Regions from separate parts of the Zea mays genome. Here region 2 is linked to region 1. A link is a contact called in public Hi-C data. All regions are on one chromosome and are shown on one strand. Each heading gives the region's core, a stretch centred on a gene start, on an enhancer-like site or on the middle of the called end of the contact. The rest is flanking DNA. Distances are from core to core; before and after follow the strand shown. Region 1 holds the start of LOC100280766 (Grx_C8 - glutaredoxin subgroup III). Region 2 holds the start of LOC100274086.

The links. Hi-C and Micro-C count contacts between places; a contact is called where the count stands out from the background.
Region 2: a contact with region 1 is called in a Hi-C map of endosperm, with 3 times the contacts expected there. The contact joins the promoter of LOC100274086 here to the promoter of LOC100280766 in region 1. A contact is called at or near these places in 5 of 25 Hi-C or Micro-C datasets (bundle sheath, ear, endosperm and 2 more).

What each region holds. Positions count from the first base shown.
Region 1 is chr5:168,290,447-168,293,029 of Zm-B73-REFERENCE-NAM-5.0, forward strand. It overlaps LOC100280766 (Grx_C8 - glutaredoxin subgroup III), which reads right to left and starts at 1,282. Exons shown (of 1, transcript NM_001153687.1): 1 at 298-1,282. The coding sequence starts at 1,098. The coding sequence ends at 706.
Region 2 is chr5:168,898,341-168,900,923 of Zm-B73-REFERENCE-NAM-5.0, forward strand. LOC100274086 reads right to left here and starts at 1,285. Exons shown (of 15, transcript NM_001148465.1): 1 at 1,246-1,285; 2 at 649-714; 3 at 95-374; 4 at 1-18. The coding sequence starts at 694.

The DNA of each region.
Region 1 (2,583 bases), core at 32-2,531:
TAATTTTTTGTGCTAGTCAAACTCTTTTCAATTTGTCTAGATTTATATAAACCATTGATAGTATTTATATCTTTAAATAAACATACTACAAAAAATATATTTCATAAAATACGATAAAGAATGTAAATAAATAATCAAAATATATAGTTTAATTACTAGTGGCCAACAACAGGTTAAGAGATGAGTAAATCACAAATTGCATAAGTCTCAGCCATCCAATCACAATATCCAGAACCAAGAGACAGACAGACATCAGTAGGCAAAGACATACACCCATAAAAGTGAGAGGAAACAAGGTATTAAAATTAAAGGATATCAAATTAAACAACAGTGGTGGTAACAGTGTAGCACCCCAAGCAAAGCAAATCCAGCGCATGCGTCAAACACCACATGCACGCACACACAAACACCGACGGAGGCAGTAGGTAGTGAGAAAAAAGCACACACACGGTACCAGCCTCTCTTCTCTCTTGCACACACTACTCACACACATTAAGCCCAATCCGATGCATCACTGATCTACCACCATCCGGCCCTGTCCATGGATGTATCCTCCTATCACCGTAGCTTAGTACGTAGTTTGATTAGCTTGCAGCAAGTGACATCAGGTTCTACAGCAACAAGGAACTAACTTAGACAACGGAAGAAGCTGCGTAGCCTGTTGGCACACGAGTCACCAGCAATGGCGCGCGGCCTGCCTACAGTTCAGAGCCAGAGCGCGCCGGCCTCCTTGAGAAGTGGGACGAGGGAGCCGTTGATATGCGCGGCCATGACCCGGTCCATGGCGCCGACCAGCTTCCCGCCGATGAAGACGACGGGGACGACGGGCGCGCCGGCGGGGCCGTAGCCGATGAGGCGGGCGAGGGCGTGCTCCAGCTCTCGTCCGCGCGGGTCCAGGTCCAGCTCGTGCACCGTCGGGTGCACGCCCATGCCGCAGAAGAGCCGCTTCACGGCGTGGCACATGCAGCAGCTGCTCACGCTGAACACCACCACCGCGCTCTCCGACGCCAGCCGCTCCACGCGCGCCACCGCGCTCTCCGCCATCATCGTCGTGGTCGCCGGCATGTACCACGCCTGCTCCGCCGCCGCGTACTGCATTGTCGCTCGCTACCGAAGGGGGGTGGGTCGCTTGCCGCTAAAGGCGAGCACACACAGACACAGTAGGTGTGAGAACTGAGAAGAGCTACTAGTCTGCTGGCTTGCTGGCCGTCCGGTTGCTAGCTGGAAGGAACCAAAGGCTGGCAATGAGCTGAGGAGGTGAGTGCTTGGAGTCTTGGTGAGTGATGAGCTAGCAGGATGTGAAAGATGCATATATATAGAGGAAAGGAGGGGGTGGTTTGGTAATTTAGGGGAGGCAGGGAAGGAAGGGTAAGCACTTCCAAGCCAATGAGGTCTTTTGGGGGTCCTAAGCGAATGCCAAATTTCCTCTCTTTCTTGTTTGCCACTAGTGCTTATTTTATTGTCCGATGTCTGATGATGTGATGATCTCAGACTAGCAGGAGCAGTAACTTGATACTGTAGTTAGTTGTAGTGACCACCAGTCACCGAGAAGTAATGATCTTCGGTTTGGCCGTAATAATTAGTTTATGTTGGATGTTGGGACATGCAAATAGAGAACATGGAGTCGTCCTAGCTTGGAAAGAAGTGAAACATCTCATGCCCTGTTTGGAACAAAGTTTTTGATAACAATAATTTTTGAAATACTGCTGTGTATTTTAGTAATGACGATAGCACAGTTTAAAATATTACAGTTTTAAAAATTAAGTTCTAAATCTAAGTTTAGAATACCTTTAAAATAACTATATCACTTGTAATACTTCAATTTTGAAAAACACCATTCTATATATAATATAATAATGTAGTATTTGAAAATACTACAGTATTTTTCTAAAATTGTGAAAAAACATCGTTCCCAAACACCCTCTCAGCTTCAGCGGAAACGTGTGAGGTTCCTCCTATGGAGCCATTGTGCGTTGAACTAGGATTTTATTCCTTTTTGGAGCAGATGACATGCACATATTCTTACTTCCCTAAGCTACAAATTTGTTATATGCTCGACCAACTTCATCAGACTCAGATGAATATGTATATTTTGTGACAAATTACAATGGAAATCGTTGTGAAAATGTCAAATTATACTCCATGCACGTATGTACAGATGCAAAAAGTCTCCTTTAGAATACAGGAATTTCATGATAATGATATAGGAATTTTATAGGAATTAGTTCAAAAACACAGAAAAAACGCAGCATTCAAGAAATTTTCCTTTGTTCCATAGGCTTTATTGTCTCGGAATTGAGTTCTTTTTTTTAGATGGTTTGATAATCCACGTCGGAAATTTTTTAAAAAAACTATTCCCAGCATCTGCAAAGATTTGTCCAACAGCACTGTTCCGCCAATCCCATTATGTCGTGCTGCATGGAGACAGGCAACTGGATGAATCGAACGCTAGGCTTTTCATGCCATTGCCGGAACACTGCAAGTGTATTACATCACGTAGATGTCCCTTTGTCCCCCCTCGCCTTTGCGGATGCCACTTTTCCGTGGCACAGCTAGCCTGTCTTTATCACTGCAAAGCGAAGG
Region 2 (2,583 bases), core at 35-2,534, 610 kb after region 1:
TTTCTTGCCTTGAGAAATCTTCATGATCCCAAACTTTCAGCAATGCTACCACACATGAAAATGCAATCATACAATCCTTTACTATATCACATACCTTAGCATCATGTGGTAGTCATCATGCTGCGATGGTAGCAGCTCTTCAAGTACAAGAAGCTGGCGGAAGGCATCCACAGCCTGCACCTCCTCAGGTTCACGCTCATCCAGAATCGAGATGGACATCACCTTGCTGCTCTTCCTCCCCCTCTTCATGGAATGCCTAAACTTCTGTGAGGCGCTCAAAGCCTTCTTTTTCAGAGCCGCGATCACGGCTTTCTTCTCGTCCTCTGTGTATTCCACATTGGATTTCCTCTTCTCGTCGTAGTGTCCATCTAAGGCTGCAGATATCATTTCTAGATAAGTCAATTCTGTGAAGTTTAATTTCGGGGACTGAATTTGACTTGCATGGATTATGCTAAATTGTCCATGATTATTGGGGAAAACAAAAATGTGTTGCCATAAGTGCAACGTTTCAATAAAAAAATCAGACATTACAGGAATATCACAAGTTTTTTTATGAGGGCAAAGAAAGAAAGAAAGTACTGTTGCAATATATTATCCATCTCAGTCAGCAAGAGAATGGTCATGTCATTTAATTATATGCATACTCACCAGAGCTTAGACGGTGTTCATGAGATCCTGATAGGACTTCTGCCATTATTGGGTTGCCTATCAGACCTGATAAAAGAAAGAAGAGGTCGTATTGAGTTCCATTCCATGCACCTACCAGGCTAATCGGAGAGGTTATGCTGATGGAAAAAGTGGACAATTCACTTACACTACTTGAATAAGTCTGAATAAAAACTTAAAAACATCATCGCCGTTGCATCGATCAAATGCTATGTTGGCACAGATGATCAATTTTGAAGAATAATGCGTTTAATATTTCAGTGTGGTGATAATGCACCAGATATAATCTGATTCAATGCCAAGTGGTAGGATCAAAAGCATTGATTTTTTAGGGTGGCTCTTTCTCTTTGTGTGCAGTTGAGACTAGATAAGTAGTGTGTTTTCTCCCTCGCATCGAGGAGATAATCTGTCGATACCTGACGATTAGCAATGATGGGATCAAAACCTAGAACGTGTGCATAGAACAGAGCACGAGAAGGAAGAACACGCAAGCGGCCTTGAGTGAGGCCAATGTACCAACAGAAACGCTCGTGATTCCCCATAGAACGGCTAGATCGGAACTGAGGGGCGCGCACGTACCTCCGAGAGGAGAGCCTTGAGGCGGAGAGGGGGGGCGGCGATGCTGGAGAGAAATGGCTTGGGGGCGGCGATGCTAAAGAAATAGAGGCGGGGGTGGTGGCGCGCTCGTCGCGGGGCGGAGTGCGCGGGGGCCCAAATGGTGAGAGGCGCGCACGATGGCCGCAGCTGGTAACGGAAGGATGCCATAAACGGCTCTTCTTCTTCGACCAGTTTGACTTTGGAGATGAAGGACCGTGGCGTGGACCGAGGACGGGAGGAGCTGGCTGTTGCCCGCGGTCGGTATGATCGCTGCCGTGTCACTCCCGGCGATCGGTGCCAGACCGCCAGCCACTGCAGCTGCGAGTGATTGGCCCGGCCGGTTGGCTGCCCTGCCGATCGGTTGATGCGGCTGTGTCGATGGTAGTGGGGTGAGCCCGGTCGGTATTGGTAAAGACCGACGCGATGGGTGTGAGCCATTATTACTCTGACGTAGAAATCTAAAGAAAACTGAATGTATTCTATAAACAGAGGATAATTATATTCATTCACACACTTTCGTCTTCAATTCACAAGTCTTCTTTATTCATAGTTTTCACTCTCTATTTCGATTCAGTTTCTTTGAAACCAACTATGAAACGTTCATAGACTTACTCAACGACTAATCTCTATAATGTATGGAGCCCTTGTCAATGTGGAGCAAGTATTTTTTAATGGTCTTTCTCTCGTCCATCATCAGGAGTTGCTATTTTTCCACTCTCAGTTTTGACTTTCTGTTATTATATCATCCCGTGTCTATGACTGGTGGGACCTTCTGTGTCTATGATTTGTGAACCGATGGCATACTAGCGAAGCCCACAAATGATAGTGCAAAATTGCTAATGGCTCCCATCATCAGTGAGAAGATGAGACTGCTCGTCTCCTATGGCCCTCTCTAATATACGATGCAACCTCTCTAAGTATCTTGTCCGATGTGGGGTATTTGATGCTTCACCAGACATGTTTAGTGCCTTATGAACCTCCCCAACATGTTGCACTCCTCTCTAAGTACCCTATCCAGCACCCCACAGAAAATGACAGTGAGTGGGATTTGGTGTGCACCTACATGTTCGTTATACCCAGTTACAGTATCCCTCCTTTGACACAATGCTCTCATATTTGGTGCTATATTCGGTGCATTACCAAACACATCTGGTGCTACCAAGCACCATGTTCTTTCTTTGTTTCTTCATGTGTCTTCATCTGGGCTCCTTCCTTCTTATGTCTTGGACAAAGCATGTTCTTGTATGTCTTCAATATGTCTTATAGTGTCTTGTTTGAGGTGTTGATTATCTATATCATCATTTTTCCTTTAGTCTAGGT